3 separate regions of the Mus musculus genome follow, and regions 1 and 3 are each linked to region 2. The links are chromatin contacts, called in public ChIA-PET maps. All regions are on one chromosome and are shown on one strand. The core of a region is the stretch at or near the end of the contact, and the rest is flanking DNA. Distances in the headings are between cores, read along the strand shown.

The links. ChIA-PET counts read pairs in DNA pulled down with a chosen protein or histone mark.
Region 1: an RNA polymerase II ChIA-PET map of memory CD8 T cells shows a contact between it and region 2, with 65 read pairs. The contact joins the promoter of Sim2 here to the enhancer-like site in region 2. A contact is called at or near these places in 3 of 39 promoter capture datasets (cranial neural crest, frontonasal cranial neural crest and maxillary cranial neural crest), 1 of 484 Hi-C or Micro-C datasets (cranial neural crest), 6 of 115 datasets of contacts at active chromatin or transcription factors (embryonic midbrain, embryonic stem cells, forebrain and 3 more) and 3 of 9 other capture datasets (adipose tissue, liver and pancreatic islet).
Region 3: a contact with region 2 is called in an RNA polymerase II ChIA-PET map of memory CD8 T cells, with 27 read pairs. The contact joins two enhancer-like sites. A contact is called at or near these places in 1 of 484 Hi-C or Micro-C datasets (nephron progenitors), 1 of 115 datasets of contacts at active chromatin or transcription factors (memory CD8 T cells) and 3 of 9 other capture datasets (adipose tissue, liver and pancreatic islet).

The regions. Positions count from the first base shown.
Region 1 is chr16:94,083,756-94,087,047 of GRCm38.p6, reverse strand. It overlaps Sim2 (single-minded family bHLH transcription factor 2), which reads right to left and starts at 1,788. Exons shown (of 11, transcript NM_011377.2): 1 at 1,058-1,788. The coding sequence starts at 1,232. Gm31175 (a long non-coding RNA gene) reads left to right here and starts at 1,904. Exons shown (of 6, transcript XR_876272.2): 1 at 1,904-2,024.
Region 2 is chr16:94,184,013-94,187,271 of GRCm38.p6, reverse strand. The region is part of intron 6 of Hlcs (holocarboxylase synthetase (biotin- [propriony-Coenzyme A-carboxylase (ATP-hydrolysing)] ligase)); the gene reads left to right. Among named protein-coding and RNA genes, the nearest start is that of Sim2, 100 kb to the right of the region's middle. Within about 2 kb of position 1,696, at least 57 of the 459 cell types and tissues checked have an H3K27ac peak or open chromatin away from gene starts, as enhancers often do. A contact at or near this core is called in memory CD8 T cells, where this site is marked.
Region 3 is chr16:94,065,058-94,068,522 of GRCm38.p6, reverse strand. The region is part of intron 1 of Gm31175 (a long non-coding RNA gene); the gene reads left to right. Among named protein-coding and RNA genes, the nearest start is that of Gm31175, 18 kb to the left of the region's middle. Within about 2 kb of position 2,077, at least 58 of the 459 cell types and tissues checked have an H3K27ac peak or open chromatin away from gene starts, as enhancers often do. A contact at or near this core is called in memory CD8 T cells, where this site is marked.

The DNA of each region.
Region 1 (3,292 bases), core at 539-3,038, 100 kb after region 2:
GACCCAGCCGCCCGTCACCCGCTGGAGAGTGTCCATCCAGCAGGCCGCTATTTCCTACAAACCAGCGTCCACAGGAGAGCTGCGGCCCGGTGACAATTGCCCGCTGTAGCGCTTTCAAATCCTGAGATGTTACACTCAGGCCCACCCGCCACTTTTGAAATGATCCCTTTTCTCTTAACGGCAGCGTCCGAGCTTATCCAGTTTCTTGTCCTCCTGCCCGTATCATCGTTTCCCAGAGCAAAGGGAGGCAAGTTGGGGAAAACGATATAGGAGTCTCTCACTCGAATCTGCTCACAAACTCTCGGAGCCTCAGCGTTGGCCTGCGGTGCGCGGGCCTTCCTGTGCATTCAGCAGCTCAGAGAGGATAGAGCAGCGAGTCCTTGTCCACCAGCAGAAAAAGAGAGAAATGGAGGAGGGGGGAGCAAAAGCAGAGGCGAGAGAGAAGTAAGGAGAAGGGAAAAAATTATAATGGAGAGAGAGCAGGAGGAGGAGGAGAAGAAAGAAGAAGAAGAAGAAGAAGAAGGAGAAGGAGAAGGAGAAGGAGAAGGAGAAGGAGAAGGAGAAGAAGAAGAAGAAGAAGAAGAAGAAGAAGAAGAAGAAGAAGAAGGAGAGATAGAGAGAGAGAAAGAAAGAGAAAGAGGGAGAGAGAGAGAGAGAGAGAGAGAGAGAGAGAGAGAGAGAGAGAGAGAGAGAAGACCAGCATGGACTGGTATGGAAGGAAGGAAAGAAAGAGAAGCCAGTGAAAGGAGAGGAGGAGAGGGCCAGGAAAGAAAGGAAAGGGGGAAAGAACAACCGGAACGAACTAGCCTGCCTGTGTCAGCTTGGCAAACACTAACCCAGGAATAACGCTTGGTTTTCCCGACTCTGCCCAGAGCTTATACGTGATTGGATTGTCCCTCAGCCTTAGCTTAGGCCTGGGCCGAAGCCCCGGCGCGGCCTCCCCAGACGCGGCCACGGTAGCCAGGAGGCCGCGCGGGCTTCTCCGCGCACGGAAGCCTCCTTTCTGCAGCCGGCCGCTCAGCTCCCCCGCGCCTCGGACGCCCACCTGCAGCCTCACCTTCCGGGAAGACCGCGCGCATCTTCAGGTAGCTGGTGGTGAGTCGGATGATGGACGCTTTGTCCAGCTGCGAGGTGATGGCCGAAGGCAGCGGGAGCAGCTTGGCCAGCTCGTAAAACTCGCCATTTTCCTTCTCCCTCCTGGTTTTGGCCGCATTTTTGGACTTCTCCTTCATCGCGCCTCGGCTCTGGGCATATTAGACCTCGCTGCGCTCCAGGCCCGCGGAGTCCCGCTTGGGCTGCGGCAGCCGGAATGGGGACAGGGACGCCAGGGGTCAGGTGAGTCGGGGTGCCGGGCTCGGGCAGGTGCGGGAGACCGGCCTGGAGCACCCAACGTCTTCTGCAAGGCGCCAGCCCTGAGTCCGTCGCAAACCAGCTGCGCAGCCCCCCTCTCTGTCTGAGGCTGGAGGCTGGACCGTCCCGTGTGGACCTGATCCCAGCTCGCTCTTCCTTCTGGTCTCCAGTATCTCCCGCCTCGACCTTCCTGGGGCTGTGGTTGGCGGGCGAGCAGGCGCCGACCCTGTTTAGTCCTTAAAGGAGGGCTTGTACCCGCTGCCGCGAGGGCCCTCGGAAGGCAAGGGCGGCAGCGGCGGCGGCCGCCGCGGAGCCATGGGGCGGGAGCGGAGCGAGGTGGCAGTGGCCAGTGCCAAGCCTGAGCTCGGTGCGCTTTCCTGCCCTCCCCGGCGGTTCCGGCTTCCTTAGTCCGGTCGTCCGGAGCCCGCGATCGGTGGCGGGGCGCAGTTGCTCCGCGGTCCACGTGTGACCGAGCTGCGTTTGTTTATGGCAGACCCGCCTTCGGGCGGAGACTGGGCTGCGCGGGACCGCGGGAGGGGGGAGGGGAGGGGCCGTGGCGGGGGCGGTGAGCCTCGCCTCCGACCCCCGCCGCGGCCCGTGAGTCGCCGGCGCGCCTCCGCGTCGCCACCTCCAGGGACTGTCCCCACGAGAGACCGGCGCGCTCCCGGGGTAAGGTAAGCCGTGGTGAGTGCACGAGAAGCGTCGCGCCTACCCGCTCCGAGGTTGAGTGTCAGGGCCTGGGATCGAGGATGAGCGGCCGACGCGGTAAAGAAGGAAGGAGGGAGGGCTGCAGTGCTGGTTTCCACGGAGGCTCCGGGCAGGTCACCCGCGGGCGCGGCCCAGAAAAGGCGGCGCTAACAGCTGGCTAAGTGCCCGGCGACGGGGTGGCAATCCTGGTCTCACACTTGCACCTTCCTTGGGTGGCCGATCCGCGAGTCTAAAGGGGTGGCCCGAGGAAAAATTACTCCTTTCCCCTCCACTCATCCACACGCACGCGTGCACGACGCCTTCCAGGAGAGAGAGAGAGAGAGAGGGAGAGAGAGAGAGAGAGAGAGAGAGAGAGAGAGAGAGAGAGAGAGAGAGAGAGAACACGGGGTGGGCCAGAGGGCACGCGGGAGCGCTGAACCCAAGGGGCGCTAGCGGCAACAGGGCAATCGACTTTGGGCCAAAGCTTCAGGTCGACAATAATAGAGCCTTGGTAACCGGGAACGCTGATGCGACCCTCAGAAGTGGAGCAGAGGTAGCTGGCGAAGGGAGATTCAGTCACTGAGTGCAAGCATTCTCCCACTGCGCCACACTAGGTTAAATAATCTTGTGTCTTCCCTGCTGCTGAGGCCCGGATAGATGCCGGCACTACAGTCCCCTCGGGCGCTCAGGCGGTCGCGGTCGCCCGAACCCATCCACACTCCTCTTTGGAGCCTAAATCTTCCGACGCGGGTCAGATGCCATTTCCCAGGCGTCTTGGATCCCAGACAGAGACGCAGAGAGGTCTCAGCGCAGTTCTTTTTGTCGTCGTGGACCCCGTGGCTCGCTTGGTGGCTGTAAAGTTATAGGATGCAGAGAGTCTGACCTTGGAAACCCAGTGCCCGACACGGGATTTCCATATCCTGGCCACTGCTCCATTCCTCTCCCTCCAGTCCTCTTCCAAGCCCGAGAAAAGCTTGCAGGCCGACCAGCTCCTGGTCCTGCAGACTTCCCCACCCGCGCCGGGGGAGCTGGGCCTCCTAACCACTCGCGTGAAGCAGATTCTTCTGTCTTTTCTGGGTCCCCATTTGAAAACCCGAAGTTCGAAGGCCTTCGAGGAGTTGTAGACTGTCGTGGGGCTTCGGGCGGTTCACAAACCCCGGCCCTTCGCGCCTTAATTAAAAAAAAAAAAAAAAAAAAAAAACAAAACGGAAAAAACCGGTGCGCCAGGTGGCGTGAAGTCGCACCAGGCGGGAGC
Region 2 (3,259 bases), core at 447-2,946:
GGCATGTGCCAACACTGCCCGGCCAGACATTAATTCTTAAAGAAAGAATAGAGCCATGGAGGAGCAGACATAAGGTCCCCAGGAGCCGCTGCAGGAGGGAGCTTCTGCTGAGCCAGCTGTCTCTGTCTCTGTCTCCTCTCTCTCCTCTCTCTGTCTTTCTCTCTCTCTCTCCTGTCTCTCTGTCTGTCTCTCTCTCTCCTCTCTCTGTCTTTCTCTCTCTCTCTCGCTCTCTCTCCTCTCTCTGTCTTTGTCTCTCTCTCTCTCCTGTCTCTCCTGTCTCTCCTGTCTGTCTGTCTGTCTGTCTATCTCTCTCTCTTTCTCTACTGTCTGTCTGTCTGTCTGTCTGTCTGTCTCTCTCACCGTTGGGTGTGCACGTTTGGAGAGGAGTTGCTTCTTCTCCAAACAGACTCAGTCATAAGCTCCGGCCCTTCCCATCCGTCCTGTCAGCAGATGTCCTTGTTGCCTCTTGTCCTCTTGGCTCTGCCGTGCAGCCTGCGACCTTCCTTCAAGCACCTCTGTAACCCACCCCAGCCTTCTCTTGTTCCTCACTCCTCTGTGCTCAGGGCCGTCCAACCCTGGAATCCCAGTGTCTCCATCCTGCCCTTGGTCTTTCCTGAGTAAGCTCCAAACTTACTAGGAGGCAATGTGACAAACCCGCTTCCTTCCATGGCTGATTCACCGTGTGCAGGCGAGCTTTCTCACTGGTAAAAGGGGAGTGGTGATGCCGTATCTGTCACTCGTGGTGAGTGGACTGGTTCAGAACATGAACCGTCTGTTGATACGGCCACTCTAGAAAACGCTACAGGACATTAACGTTCATTGTGAGTTGGAAGTCAGCTCAGAAAGACCCCTTGTGGGCCCAGTAGTTAGGACAATCTCAGAAGAGTGGGATTTAATACAGGTGCCTGGGGATTTGGGAGGTCAGTGACCGGTGCTGACTCTATCATAGCCTCAGCAGCGGCCACTGCTCAGCAAGGAGACGTCCCCACTGGAACTGCTGGTCTCAAGACCTTCCCTTGCAGTTGAGACCCCACGACAGATCCCCACTGTGGCTGCACCTGCTCACAGCACCTAGGGAGCATGCGGCCAGGCCCTGGGCACTCTAGCTGCTCTGCGGTGCTGGGGACTGGACGTACAGAAGCCGAGCAGAACAGCAAGAGAGTCGCAGGAACGCACCTCCCGAGCCTCACCTGCAGGGCATCTGGGAATGCCCGTGTGCGTTTGTGCAGCATCGGAAAGCCAGGAAAACACCCCACAAGGAGTGTAGGAGACCTTAGGGTACCAGCACCCCTGATCTATTCCTGGGGTCATCTAAAAGAAGAAGGCTTTTCCTGAGAACAAACAGGATCAGTGGATGTGTTGTGGGCTGCTCCACTCGGCCTCCATGTCTCTCCACATCACTGGGTGCCTCCTTTCCTCCTTAGCCCCTCATCTCTGCTGCACAGCTCATCTCCAGAAATGCCCTACTGCCTCCCAGTGCCTCTGGAACCTTCGCTTTCATCCGCGGCCCGAATCCTGAGGTGCTTACCACTACCAGGCGCCACCGAGATAATCCATGGACGCTGGACCACATCCAAGCTCTGCCTGTGTTTTGAGAGCCCTTTCACACGGGCCCCGGAGATATATCAGTTCCTGTGCAGCGTCTTGCCTCTCAGAGGCGGCCTCCCTCCTTTCATCTCGTGCTCAGTGACTTCCTCTTCTGTGCTCTGCTCCATCCTCACCACACTGCCGTCATCATTGTCATCGTGGTCGCTGTGAAGGCTTAGTCCTCATCAGCCATCAGGTCACAGCTCCTGCCTCCCCTCCTTGGAGACAGAGTTGCTTACTTACACACCTTCCCGCTTACCTTCTAGTAGGCTATTTTGTTCTGGATTTTTAGTCATCTTGTAATAGGATTTATTTACTTGTCCCTTCGAAGTTAAAATTGATGGGTGGCGTAGACCTTTAGTATACGTAGGAAGAGAGAAAAGTCACTGGCCCACTGTAACGGAAAGAAGAGGAGATAACTAAGAAGACCTAACATCCCAAGGGACAGGGAAGGACAGCCATGCGACCATCAGAGAAGCTCCTCTTGTCGTGGGGGTGCCTCCGCCAGGCCTGTAAGAAAGAGAATGACCCAGAACAGGAGGAAGAGAGCCAACATCTCCTTCACTGTAAGCCTAAAAGATTATTTCACACAGTGCTTAAAAAAAATTTATGTAGGCTAGTCAGGAACTGTACCACAAAGCACACAGGTCGGAGCAAAGTCGTGGGCCGGATGGCTTTCTCCGTTTGTTGTTCTCACATTAAAATCGGTCCAGAGTGAAGCCAGGGCAATCCCCCTCATCTTTCTTTTCTTTTTAAAAGCCCACGTGGGCCTCTTATTCCTGGCATTAGGTGGAAGAGTCTCCTCCATCTCCAGATGTTTCTCCTCTGGTCTTTTGGGGAACGGTACCCCTCACTTTATGCCTTTCAGCTAGGGCTGCAGATGTTAGAGTTCCAGTTCCAACTGGATTGTATCCTTAGTAGTTCCTGGTTTGCTGTTTGCTGTCCAGAAACTACTGCATTACAGGTGTGATACCAAGTAGCTGAGAAGCAGTCAGGATCCATGGTTGTCCGGCAGGGCTAATCCTGCTTGTGGCTGGACAGGGTCCTCAGATTGGGAACAGCTTGGGGACTTCCTGGTAGAAGTGAGTCTACCTGGTGTATTGGAGTTGAGAAAGGAAGAAGGACGAACAGGGCACCTCTTACAAATCAAAACTGTGTATTGTGTGTGTGTTTGTGTGTGTACACGTGTGTGGGCACATGTGCATGACTGTGTGTGTGTGTACACGTGCATGTGTGTGAGCCCATGTGTGTGTCTGTGTGTGCATGTTCATGTGTGAATATGCACATGTGTGAGCAAATGTGTGTGTGTGTCTGTGTGGGTACATGCTCAAACTCATATACATAGACATTAGAACTAAACCAATCTCAACAATTGATTAACAAACAGCAATTATTTTTAGTATCAAACTAAAGGAATATACATTATTGTTTAGTTGATCAGTTTTGTTTGGGAGATGGGGATTAAGCCCAGAAACTTACTCATATGCAAAGGTTCCTCCCCTGAGCTACACCCCAAGAGCTTGAAACTTAGGTAGGGTGATTGTTTGAGTTTTATAATGGTCAGCTATTATAGGACTGTGGCTTTAAATGACTGAAACTTATTGTCCCTAAGCTGGAGGTACATTTGAAAGTCTAGAAGCACTGCCTGTCACACCTGCACCTCTATGTGATA
Region 3 (3,465 bases), core at 828-3,327, 120 kb after region 2:
GCTGCAAGTTTCTACTTACAACCTCCCTTTAGATTTATTTTACATTACCCCTATGAGTGTTTTGCCTGTGTGTATTTGTGGTACATGCCTGGTGTTCAAGAAGGCCAGAAGAGGGCGCCAGATCTCAAAGAACTGTAGTTATCAATAGTTGTGAGCTGCCATTTGGTGCTGGGAACCCAGCCCAGGTCCTCTACAAGAACAGCAAATGTCTTAGTCACTGAGCCATCTCTCCAACTTCTCCTCCCCTCCCTTCTGTTACCCTGACTCCTCCTCACTTGAGCTCTGCCTTAAGACACAGTGGGGAATAGTCCAGAATAAAGGTGTGAGGTCCTTATTCCAAAGACAGGAGAAAATAGCCTTGCAGATCCTAAAAGACAAGACCTTTTCTTTCTTGCTTATTCTGAAGTTTCTCTACGTATCTTAGCAGGGGAGCTTTCTGTCTGTGGTTTGAGATGTGAGCTCTCAGCGGCTGCTCTAGGCGCCTGCCACCTCCGCTCCAACACCATTTATTCTCCAGAAGCAAAACCCAAATAAACCCTTCTTCTCTCAGGCCTTGGTTACGGTGTTTTACCACAGGAAGGTGATTGACAGATGAAGCCTTCAATTACCCACACTGTACTTGTGTTAGATCAATACACTGGATCCCACCCAATCCAAAACCACACTTAGTATCTTCACCTTAAAAAGATTTGTTTCATGTTCAGACTGATGCTGCTTCCTCCTCTCTGGGGGTCAGATGCTGCCGGGCCTCAGTGCCTAGCCTGGGCTGCCCATTTTCTGACAGCCGCCCAAGTTCTCAGTTCTACACCTTCAGCACCAAGAAACTGGAACTGTTTCCTGGGACTGATGGGAAGAAATGACTACAGACTGGAAGGCTTATAGCTAAGAGAAAGGACCTCCCTTGGATTCCTGAGGCTACCGAGGAAACCTGGGCTAAGCATCTCAGCAGGGCACAGCAGGCTCCCCCCCACCCCCAGTCCTTTTCATCTTTGACCCCAGGCAAGCCTTGGTCTCGGACTCCCTGTCACGTGATGCATGGCTCTTTGTCCTCACCCTTCTTACCACAACAGTTGCTGCTGCAGAGAACACCCCAGATCTAGGATGACTTCACCCCAAGATGTATTCACTAAAGATCATTTTTCTGACGTTCAGAGAAGATGTCTTTTGAGTTAGTCAGTCGGCTGGCTAACAAGGAGAATATTGAAAAGTGAGCCCAGATTCTCATCTCTCAGTGGTTTTCTGTTTGTTTTTCAACTTTGGGCAGGAAACCCACATAGGCTATGAAGTTCATATCTCTGAAGTTCCTTTTTCTTTTCATTCCAAGAATTTGTACCCCTCTGGGCTGCTCTGCTCTTCCCAAGTCCAAATGCAGTCCTCCCAGCCTCTTAGATGGATACGGCTGGCTCAGTACCCAGTGTCTCCAGCTTGAGCTTGATCTGGATAGTGTTCACAGGGAAGAGAGACTCTAGAGCCAGCTCGGCTTGCTTGTCTATAGCTTCTCTCCAGCAATAGATGTTATTTGGATTGTTCTCTGACGTTGGGCAAGCATCTTTGGCACTTTTCCAGCTTTTCTAGCTGTGTTAGTACACTTGTTCCGATTGGTCTTCACAGACAGACAGAGTCAGAAGAAGTCAGAGACGTCCGTCCTTCTTCTATTCTAAGCAGGAGTGTTCACAGGGACTCCCTCAGGTGTAGTATTTTGGAAACTTTAGATTTTAAGGGAGTGCTAGTTAGGTCCCATCCCCTCCCTTCTCACTGTGTTTGGAAAAGGAGGTTGTGTCTCTGTTGAAATGGTCACTTGGCAAAGGGATACAGCTGAGATGCAAAGGAAGAGAGGGCTTGTGAAACAGAGCAGTCAGCGCCACGCAGAACCTCCAGAACCGCCTTCAGGGTTTAGAGGCAGCGCAGACCAAAAGGGCGCCGTTGTCGTTAGTGCCTTCCGGCTGCCGAGATAAATCACCATGACCAAGGCAGTTTATAAAAGGAAAGGTTCATTTGGCTTCTTGTTCTAGAGAGTCCACCATGGTAGGGAGGCGTGGCCTGCGGGAGCAGGAAGCAGATGGAATGAACTGTAATGCTGAGCTTTTCAGACTCTCCGAGCCAAACTCCAGTGATGACGCACTTCCTCTCATAAGGCGGCACTGTCTAAAGTCTTCCCAAGCAGATCCACCACCAGCTGGAAACCAAGTGTTCAATACGTGAGCCTATGGGAGCATTTCTCGTTCAAACCACCACAGTCGAAGGACAACCGAAAGACTAGCTATTGGCTTGGTCAGCTGAGATGTGAGCACAGGGGCTTCCTTCCTACAGAGGGTGGGGCTTCCTTCCTACAGAGGGTGGGGCGTCCTACAGAGGGAGGAGCTTCCCACAGAGGGGCATTGAGCACAGGAGCTTCCTACAGGGGCAGTGAGCACTGGGGCTTCCTACAGAGGGGCAGTGTGCTACACCTTTACTTTGTACAGACCTCAGGCTCTCTGATGCTGGTGGCGTTACGAGCCGATTTTACAGATTGACAAAAGTGAAACCCAGGGAAGTTAATTAACCCTCCAGTCCGTTTCAAGGTACAGCCTTTAAAGAGTAGCCCAGGGTGATCTTGAACTTGCTGTGTGACCAAACAATGACCTTGATTTTTTTTTTTTTTAGACAGAGTTTCTCCATGTAGCTCTGGCTGTACTGGAACTGGCTCTGTAGACCAGGCTGGGATTAAAGGCATGCACTATCACACCAAGTGACCTTGAACATCTGCCCTGCCTCTACCTGCTGGGCGGGCTCCATGTTACTACTCCCTGTGCACATAGTGCTGGGAAGGAACCCCAGGCTTGTGTATGTTAGGAAGCCCCCTTTACCAGCTGAGCTTTGGTTAACTAGAACGAGCCTCCTAGGGCTGGAGAGCTGGCTCCGAGGTTAAGAGCACCTCTTCCAGAGGTCCTGAGTTCAATTCCCAGCAACCACATGGTGGCTCACAACCATCTGTAATGAGATCTGATGCCCTCTGCTGGAGTGTCTGAAGAAAGAGACAGTATACTCACATACATAAAATACATAAATCTCATTTTTGTTTTTGTAAAGAAAGGAGCTTCCTAGCTGAGATGACCTTGAACCCAGGTCTTTCTGCCTCTAGTTCCTGAGTGCTGGGTTTGCAGCTTTGGTAGTAGTAGATCCTCTCTAACATCCTAGGATGGGGCCTTTAATTCACTTAATATTCTAGTAAAGCCACATGAAAATTATAAAATTACATTTATTTATTTTATTGTTGTGTATGTGTGAGGATTTGCTCTGTATACATGTATGCTTGCATGAATTTATGTGGACCATTCAATTGCAGGAGCTGAGGAGACCAGACGACAGCATTGAGCAGGTGCCTTGGAACTGGAGTTGCAGACAGTTCCGAGCCACCATGTGAGTGCTGGAAACCAAGTCCAGGTCCCCTGTAAAAGAAACTGCTGTCTCTCAGCTCCCAAGGCC